Linked DNA regions of Pan troglodytes: region 1 is linked to region 2. The links are chromatin contacts, called in public capture Hi-C maps. All regions are on one chromosome and are shown on one strand. The core of a region is the stretch at or near the end of the contact, and the rest is flanking DNA. Distances in the headings are between cores, read along the strand shown.

Region 1 (4,921 bases), core at 583-3,082, 170 kb before region 2:
AGTAATCACATACTTCTACCTTCCTCAGTTTTTGTTTTTGAGACAGAGTTTTGCTCTGTTGCCCAGGCTGCAGTGCAGTGGCACAATTGTAGCTCACCGCAACTTCAAACTCCTTTACTTCCCTCACTTTTTAACCGTTATATTATACTACCTTTCCTCTAGTAGTAAATATACCAGTTTATCTGCTTCAGAGTCCATGTCTGAGGACTGGAACCACTGCCACCTGACCTACTGCCCAGAGTCTTCATGAGGGATTCCTTTTTTGTTTTTTTTTTGAGACAGACTCTTGCTCTGTCACCCACGCTGGAGTGCAGTGGTATGATCTCGGCTCACCGCAACCTCTGCCTCCCAGGTTCAAGTAATTCTCCTGCCTTGGCCTCCTGAGTAGCTGGGATTACAGGTGCCCACCACCACGCCCGGCTAATTTTTGTATTTTTAGTAGAGACGGAGTTTCACCATGTTGGCCAGGCTGGTCTTGAACTCCTGACCTCAGGTGATCCACCCGCCTCAGCCTCCCAAAGTGCTGGGATTACAGGTGTGAGCCACCGCGCCTGGCCTCTTCATCAGGGATTCTAACACCTAGATGTTCAGGCTCCAGGGGCAGTGTGTCCCTCCTAGCGTTGCTTGGCTGATCCTCTGGTCCTTCCAGCTTGAGGTTCAGGCTCTATCCCCAGAACACACAGAGCTAGGCTAGAGCATATCTGGTTCTGTTCTGCCAGTATAATTAAACTAAATATCCAAAACATGAATTTCAAGGATTCAATCTTGACGGACTGAAGTCGAGTTGCAATAGGATTCAGGTCCTTAACATGATGGCGGGAGGATAGCACAGTGGCTCATGCCTCTAACCCCAGAACTTTAGGAGGCCAAGGTGGGTGGATCACTTGAGCTCAGGGGTTCAACATCGGCCTGGGTTACATGGCGAAACCCCATCTCTACAAAAAATACAAAAATTAGCTGGGCGTGGTGGTGTACACCTGTAGTACAAGCTATCTGGGGGACTGAGGCTAGAGGATCACTTGAGCCTGGGAGGTTGAGGCAGCAGTGAGCCATGTTCATGCCACTGTACTGTAGCCTGGGTGACAAAGTGAAACCCTGTCTCAAAAAAAAAAAAAAAATTCATCAAGGGAATGAGTTCCATTTTTGTTATAGGGGCCTGTGCCCCAGGACTGCCCTGATGCTGGTGAACTGCTTCACGTGACTCTGATCTCAACTGAGAGCATTGGCCACCACTCTCAAGGGCCTCTCCCGGCCTCAGTGATTTGTGCTCTTTCCAGGCTGCCTGTTAGTGCCCCTTTAGAGGTTTCTACCTTGAGATGGTGTTGGATGGGGAGCTGTGGCTTCAAGTGAAGAGAAGTTTCATAGATTAAAAAAAGCCACACCTCACAGTTTGGGGAACCTCCCAATTCCCCAAAGAGTATAGACTGCCTCAGAGGATCCACACAGGGTAAGACCCTGTCCTGCCTCAGAGCAGGAAGAGAGATTGGGTATGGTTCAGCAGGGCTCACATTAGCCTGATTCCTTCAAGAGTGAAGATAAAAACAGTTTTACTGACAAAGAAGCTGGGAGACAGCAGAGGGGCCAATACCTTTTATAACTACTATTGTTAGGTTCTGAATGCCAGCCTTGGCGCTCAGCATCTTACATGCTGTATTTGACCTAATCCTCAAAACAACTTTAGGAGGCAGATGTGCTACAGCAGAGGAAGCAGAAGCCCAGAGAGTTTGGTAACTTGCTCAAGGTCTCCCAGCCAGTAAGGGGCCAAGCTTGGAATGGTGCTAGCTCTGCCTAGGGCAACCCACTGCCTCCCCCATTACAAGGAACAGTAGTTTAATAACAGCTAACATCTGTGTAGCACTTCAAGGTTCACGGAGTGCCTCAACATCCATTATCTCTATTGTGCCTCGGGAAGCCGGTGCGGTGAGGCCTTCCACGCCCCTTTGGGATAGCTGCCTGTCAGGGGTCCAGCCTCTGCTCATTTCTTCCAGGAAGCACTGGAGATTATTTGGAGTTGGCTCTGACGAGCCACGGGAGAGGCCTAGGGAGAGGCTGAGGTGGAGCGACTTGGCCAGTTGCTATGGTAACCCAGATGGCTGAGTAACCATTTTGAGGGTTGCTATGGTGATGGGCTGCTGGTGGCAGGGAGCTTGTCTTCCTGGGTGGCTGGCACCCTCCAGGCCTCTTAAATTGAGATGTTGCACTTTCTGAACAGAAGAGGGCAGCATGAGAGCAGGCAAAGGCTTCTTACCCCAGAGCGGATTTGGGAACTTGGCAAAGCTTAGGAAAGGTTTCTAGGAGCTGGGCAGAAAGGGAGCTTTGGCTGGTGCCCAAGAGGTTGGTGGAGCTTCACTTCTGAGACTAGAACTAGGTAATTTTCTTCCAAGAGCTGGTCAAAGGATAATGCTTGGGGCTGCCCCTTCAGTGCCTGGCATCAGCTACTATTGGGGAATATAAAAGTTACAGCAGACAGCTACCCTTGCAAGGAGGAATGGAGAGAATATGTGCATGTGTGCACACACACACACTCACTACTAGCAAAGAATTTCTTTTTTTTTCTTTTTTTTGAGATGGAGTTTCGCTCTTGTTGCCCAGGTTGGAATGCAATGGCACGATCTAGGCTCACTGCAACCTCTGCCTCCTGGGTTCAAGCGATTCTCCTGCCTCAGCCTCCCAAGTAGCTGGGATTACAGGGGACCACCATCACGCCCGGCTAATTTTTTGTATTTTTAGTAGAGACGCGGTTTCACCATATTGGTCAGGCTGGCCTCGAACTCCTGACCTCAGGTGATCTGCCCGCCCTGGCCTCCCGAAGTGCTGGGATTACAGGCATGAGCCACCACACCTGGCCTAAGAATTTCTTTATAAAGCATCAGTTAACACATAAAATAATGCAGCATGAACCAAAGGTGAAGAAAAGCTGGGAATAAACTTTCTAGAGGTTGAGGAAGGAGCACTAGCAGAAAGAGAAATAATTTTGTACTTCCCTCTTTCCTCCCTACACATGAAGTGCCCTCAGCCCTTGACCACTGAGTGGACATTGAGTTGGATTCTCAATTGTCTTGAATCAGATCTGGCTCCCTCCCCCAACCCCCATAACAGTTCAATGAGGCATCCATTCCTTCAGCAAATATTTATTGAACATCTACTATGTGCAAAGTATTGTGTTAGGCCCAGTGATGAAGAAAGATGAAATAGATGTCTTTGCCCTCAGGAACCTATGAAGTAGGAGGTTAAGGAGGCAGTGATACAGACATCCACAGTACACATACCTGGAGTTCAAGACCAACATAGTGAGACCCTGTCTCTATAAAAAAATTTTTTAAAAAGCTGGGCATGGAGGTTCACACCTGTAATCTCAGCACTTTGGGAGGCTGAGGCAGGCTGACTACTTGAGCCCAAGAGTTCGAGACCAGCCTGGACAGTATGGTGAAATCCTGTCTCTACAAATAGCACAAAAATTATCTGGGCGTGGTGGCACCTGCCTGTAGTCCTAGCTGCTGGTGGGTTAATTGGTGGGCGCACTGAGGCAGGAGGATTGCTTGAGCCTAAGAGGCAGAGGTGTCAGTGAGCCAAGATTGTGCCACCGCACTCCAGCCTGGGTGATAGAGTAAGACGCTGCCTCTAAATAAATAAATAGAAAAAAAATTTCATGTCATTTGGGGTGAACTTTCAAGGTAGATTTCAGTAGGTGGAGTTGGGGGATGGGACATTCTAGGCAAAGCCTCAGAGTCTGATTATAGGGAAAGGAGGTACACACAAGGGTGTCATTGGAGATCAGCCTGAAAAGGAAGCTAGATGTCTAAATATGGAAGACTTGGAATTCCAGGCTTAGATAAGGGATGCTGTGAGACAAACATACTCTCTCCTTAAATACTCTAGCCTTCCAGCTAGTCAGTAGTCACAGACAGCCAAGTATTTTAGGATCATCTGGTTCACTCATTCATGCATTTAATCAAAAATTTAGGCCGGGTGCGGTGGCTCATGCCTGTAATCCCAGAACTTTGGGAGGCTGAGGCGGGCAGATTACCTGAGGTCAGGAGTTTGAGACTAGCCTGGCCAACAAGGCGAAACCCCGTCTCTACGAAAAATACAAAAATTAGCCGGGGGTGGTGGCAGGCGCCTGTAATCCCAGCTACTCGAGAGGCTGAGGCAGGAGAATGGCTTGAACTCAGGAGGTGGAGGTTGCAGTGAGCCCAGACTGCGCCATTGCACTCTAGCCTGGGTGACAGAGTGAGACTCCGTTGCAAATAAATAAATTAAATTAAATAAAGTAAACAAATATACAAACGCGCGCGCATGTGTGTGTGTGTGTGTGTATGTATATTTTTAGAGACCAAATTTTGCCATGTTACCCAGGCTGGTCTTGAACTCCTGGGCTCAAGCGATCCTCCTGCCTTGGCCTCCCAAATTGTTGGAATTACAGGTGTGAGCCACCATGCATAGCATTAAAGAAATAGTTGGCCAGGTGCGGTGGCTCATGCCTGTAATCCCAGCACTTTGGGAAGCCGAGGTGGACGGATTACCTGAGGTCAGGACTTCAAGACTAGCCTGGCCAACAAGGTGAAACCCCATCTCTACTAAAAATACAAAAATTAGCTGGGCATGGTGGCAGGCGCCTGTAATCCCAGCTACTTGAGAGGCTGAGGCAGGAGAATCACTTGAACCCAGGAGGTGGAGGTTGTAGTGAGCCGAGATCACACCATTGCACTCCAGCCTGGGTGACAGAGCCAAACTCTGTCTCAAAAAAAAAAAAAAAAAAAAAAATATATATATATATATATACACACACACACACAAACGTGTGTGTGTGTGTGTGTGTGTGTGTATATATGTGTGTATATGTATATTTTTAGAGACCGAATTTTGCCATGTTGCCTAGGCTGGTCGTGAACTCCTGGGCTCAAGCAATCCTCTGGCCTCG
Region 2 (4,887 bases), core at 371-2,870:
GGATTTCTGTGGGATCCCAGGACTGGCTTAGCTGCGTTTTTGCTGAGATTAGGAGAGGAAGGAAATGGGAAATTCACTGGGCTGTTTTAAGGAGCCGAAAGAGTCAATAGCTATTCCTGAGAAGGCTCCCATATCTCCTAAGAAAAGGGTTCGGTTCAAAAGGAGGTGGAGAGGGAAGAAAATCCCTACTCCAGAGGCATCTCACCAGGAAGAAACCTCAGAAGGAACTGGAGTCATTGAAGAGACTGAAACCCTAACGAAGTTAACAGAGAGTCTCCAAAAGGAAGACGGAGTGGGAGGGGTAGAGCATACCCCCCCAGATATTTTGCTGCCTGGGGACTCAGCCCCCAACTCACGGGTAGTCGATCGGGGGATGATAGTACAGGTAAAGGAGAGATTCCAAGGGGAGGTCCAGACCGCCCACCTTTTGTTAGAGAATGAGTCATCAGTTGCTGGAGGGGTCTGGGATTCCCTGGAAGAGGGGATGACTGTCATTGCTCACCTGCTTGATAACCCAGCAGAAAGGAACTGCGAGAAGTCAGTGAGCCAACTGGTGGAATTTCCTAGGACAGCATCCTGCAGCAGCAGGGCTGTGTTGCTGCCTTTGCAAGGAGAGACTGCAGTGGAGAAAGGAAATATTCAGCGTGGGTTTCGGAGCTGTGCTTTGCCTAGGACAGACTACCCCACTGATAAAGGAAATCAAGAACAATTTTCCGAGGGCTGGAGTGTGGAGGAAGGAACCAAGAGTGTTTCAGGTGCCCCTCAGACAGCTTCCTGGATTATAGAATGTTCTGTTTCTTCATTACTACTGGACCAGCCTGGAGGCCAAAGACGCACGGAGCCTTCCCATGTGGGTCAAGTGCCCCCCCAGGATTCCAGACTGCCTACTTCTCAGAGTGATTTGTCCATCAGCGGCGTGACTGTGAGCATTTTGCCCTCCTCCTCTGGCTATGGCAGTGATGGGCCACACATACATGGGATCCAGCCTAAAGATACAGAACCTGAAAAGAGCTCTACTTCCTTCTCAGAAGAGGATGGCACTCTTTCTCTGGAGGCAAGCCACACCCCATCATGGGGTCTGGAAGAGGTAGGTGGGCATGTTCAAGAGATAATCAAACTGCTGTTTGGATTCTTGGCCCTCAAACATATTAAAGCTGAGTGTGGTGAGCAGTGAGGATGTTGGTGCCTCTCAAACTTACCCCCATGTGGGTTAGTATCTGCTGGAGCTCAGCAAGCAGAATCTATTTCAGGTCTGCCCCTTGATGCTTGAAACCAAGACTTGTCTCTGGGGAATCCCTGATTCTGAGTAGCCAAGCGGCGTAATTGCTCAAGCTATCTGGTGGGATGATCTCTCAAGGTGCAATGCTAGATAGTACTTACTCTCAGGCAGGTCTGTTTACCAGCTTCCCTGCTACGAGAAGTTGTAATGTAGCACAAGAGACGATGGGGAAGGGCCTAACTGAATCTCTGGAATGAATCTCTGGAATAAATGTGGAAGGGGTCAGGCAGCTGTTGTCAGTGTACTTGCTCTTCCTCACAGGAGAGTGATGTTCTTACTAGAGCTGATGCAATCCCATCCCTGTTGGGAAATTTCTGACGGCAGCACTCATTCAGTATTTGTATAGGTGGAGAGGGCTTATCCTTCTTTGGTTCCTAATTCCAGGATTAGAGGAGAGGGACACAGAGTTATCTGGGGATTAGTTGAGAGAGAGAGAGGGAGGTTAGGGCAATTTGAAGGTTTAAGGCTAGAAAAGTTTGTTTTGTGACTGGATGTATTTAGGGCTTTAACATTATTTTGTTTTGAGGAATATATTGAGGCATGGATGGTGCTGCTGGTGGTGGTGGTAATGGCAGTTTCTGTGAATGTTTTAAAGGTCAAGGAGCAAGTGAGAATTCAGAGATCTGAACACCGAGATAAGGACTCAGCAAGACCATGGGTAGCACAGCATCTGGCATGTAGGTGTGTGATTGTGTGGGTGATTGAAGTTATAATTCACCAATGGCTAAAGAACTTTTACTGGGATGTTGGCCTCTGCAGCAGAAGAAATAAAAACATTAGGACTTCAAAGTGCAAAATTTATAAAATGAGGTAGGGCACTTTCCCTGCCTAGATGGGGGCCACTGATACTGTACAGGGGCCCTGATGTTTGCAGAGCAGGGATATGGTCTACCTACTGGTGCCCTGCCTATCACTAGCAGCATAAGGCTGAAGATAGATACAAATTCTGAGCAATCTGTGCCTAGAATTTCCTCTTTGGGGATAAATTTTCCCCACAGACAGCCCCATCTTAGTGCCCTCTGTTATTAGAGTTTGGAGACTCCCAACAGGTTGAAGAAAAAGTGGCCATTGAAAAAATGTCTATTTTATGGATGGGCAAGAGGTTTCTTGGGCCTCATATAAACATGGATATGTGTGTGGGGGAGTGTGATAGATGTGTTATGGTAGGAAGGAAGGCAGTGAAACTACTGGGATATGGGGCGCATGAATGTATTAAGCTATTCTTGCATTGCTATAAAGAAATACCTGAGACTGGGTAATTTACAAAGTAAAGAGGTTTAATTGGTATACAGTTCTGCAGGCTGTACAGAAAGCATGATGCTGGCATCTGCTCAGCTTCTGAAGAGGCCTCAGGAAACTTACAATCTTGGTGGAAGGCAGAGGAGCAGTAGGCATGTCACTTGGCTACAGCAGGAACGAGAGGTTGTGGGCGGGATGTGCCACACACTTTTAAATGACCAAATCTCATGAAAACCCACCTACCCTCACGAGAACAGCACCAAGGGGATGGTGCTAAACCATTCATGAGAAATCCACTTTCATGATTCATGATCCAGTCGTCTCCCACCAGGTCCCACTTCCAGTATTAGGGATTACAATTCAACATGAGATTTGGTAGGGACACAGATTGAAACCATATCAACAAGTATTTGGGTTTCATCAGATAAAAAAGAATGTCAAAGTCAACTTTTATCTTGTAAAAGTTGGAACAGATAGAGTAGTTGGGGGTAAAACCAGCTGTGGAACTGATTGTTGTACAACTGGCATTAAAATTGAAATTGTGTAGTCATCATAACATTATAGGACACATGCTTGTAACTGAGTGTGAGATTTTCAGAAATTTGGCATATAAAGTTTTAGGAACTCCTAGTAAAATCAATCCTAGATAATAGACCATAGATAGCAATGGCACCTTTGTATGGGCTGGATCTCCACACTGGCAAGGGAATGTTCTGCATGAGTCTGTGAGGAGTCTTAAAGAAAAGATTGTTAGGAGAAACCTTTGGACCATGATCTGTAGTGTGACCATTATTGGCAACAGTATGATTCCTTTGTTGTTCAGTATGATTCAAATTGGTGTGTGGCATTTTCTTGGTAGCCAACCTCTGCATCTATTCCTTCTACCTTTTCACTGCAGACACAGTCATACTACTTATGTATAGCCAAGGCTGAAAAACTAAGTGACCGAGTCTCAGCTCAGACACCTGGCATATTTCCAGGTTTTGTGTCCATCATGTGATACAGGGACCACAGACTCACCATCCTATATGACAGATAAGAAGTAACTTATCAAGATAAGTGTGACATTCCTTCAGAATGAAAGTCCTTAAGGCCAAGAGGCTGCAACTCTCACTGGTCTCTGAAGGAACTGTCTTCAGGGAGCTGCTCCCCTCCCTAACAGGCTGTTCACAGGCTTGAGGACAGTAGCAGCCAGAGAAACAGAGAGGGCAACGCATACTGAAACCAATAGGCAGGGCAAGAGCATCTCTGCTGAAAGTGGGAAAGCTGGGAGGGCAAGGGTCAGAAGAGCAGCTGCTGCTGTTCACACACCAACTCCTGTCTAAACAGGAGACAGCTGGCAGTCCAATTGAGTTGTTTTTTGCTTGCTTTTTTGGTGGTGGTTTTGTTTTTAATATGTCAGAGTAGTAACTATCCTCAGAAAATAATTTGAGTTCCAGCCAGATTGTCTCTTCTGTTGATTAGTCCAGGGCTTGTTGATGAGAGTGAGACCAGGCTATGGATAGACATAAACTTCACCGTGGGTTTTGTTGCTTTTTAGGATGGAGAGAAATGGGAACTGATTGTGCTTCTTGCTAGTGTAGGGTTTAGATAGTAGAATATACATGATCTGCTTTTCTATTCACCTAGTACAGTTCATACTTCTTTTGTCAAGAAATAGTTAACACAGAAGCAAGATGACAAGGGTCAGCTGACAAATATGTTTTCAGAATGACAAGTAGACTAGGATTTGGAGCTGGATGGGAACAGGCTAATAGCAATCGCTCTTTGATGTCAGACAAAGGCCTTCTTCTCTGGCCCATTTCTTCTCTCAGGACTCCCTATTCCCAGCTGCTTTCAATATCCATACTACTAATACCTGGCTTATTTCAACAAGGAACATTTTTGAAAATCCCTTCCTCCTCCCCATCTTGACTTCTGCTGCCAAGCTCCTGCCCACCTTGTTAGCGAATCCCATTTAATGAAGAATTTACCTCTATACCAATTTTTTTTTTTTTTTTTTTGACACGGAGTCTGGCTCTGTCACCGAGGCTGGAGTGCAGTGGTGCGATCTCGGCTCACTGCAGCCTCTGCCTCCCGGGTTCCAGCTATTCGCCTGCCTTAGCCTCCCGAGTAACTGGGATTACAGGCGCCCGCCCCCACCACGCCCAGCTATATACCAGTGTTCTTGCCACAACCCTTCGAGTCTCTACAATTTTAGGTGAATAGTCAGATAACACTGGGGCCTAGAAATGATGAGAAAGAGGTTGGTTGGTGTATTATCTTCTGGGCTCAGCCTTTTCAGTTTACAAGTATCCCTCTCCCAGTTTTCCTTTTTAATTATAGGGAGAGTTGTTTTACTAATACTGGCTTTGTACTGAAAGAAGAAA

What was found. Capture Hi-C pulls out chosen DNA fragments and counts their contacts.
Region 1: a capture Hi-C map of stem cell-derived neural stem cells shows a contact between it and region 2, with 6 times the contacts expected there. The contact joins two enhancer-like sites. A contact is called at or near these places in 5 of 7 Hi-C or Micro-C datasets (blood, induced pluripotent stem cells, a lymphoblastoid cell line and 1 more), 1 of 1 datasets of contacts at active chromatin or transcription factors (stem cell-derived excitatory neurons) and 1 of 1 other capture datasets (stem cell-derived neural stem cells).

Annotation. Positions count from the first base shown.
Region 1 is chr1:191,872,067-191,876,987 of NHGRI_mPanTro3-v2.0_pri, reverse strand. No RefSeq gene overlaps it. Among named protein-coding and RNA genes, the nearest start is that of MACF1, 7.0 kb to the right of the region's middle. Within about 2 kb of position 1,832, at least 9 of the 24 cell types and tissues checked have an H3K27ac peak or open chromatin away from gene starts, as enhancers often do. A contact at or near this core is called in stem cell-derived neural progenitor cells and stem cell-derived neural stem cells, where this site is marked.
Region 2 is chr1:191,702,899-191,707,785 of NHGRI_mPanTro3-v2.0_pri, reverse strand. The region is part of intron 5 of MACF1 (microtubule actin crosslinking factor 1); the gene reads left to right. Among named protein-coding and RNA genes, the nearest start is that of MACF1, 160 kb to the left of the region's middle. Within about 2 kb of position 1,620, at least 8 of the 24 cell types and tissues checked have an H3K27ac peak or open chromatin away from gene starts, as enhancers often do. A contact at or near this core is called in stem cell-derived neural progenitor cells and stem cell-derived neural stem cells, where this site is marked.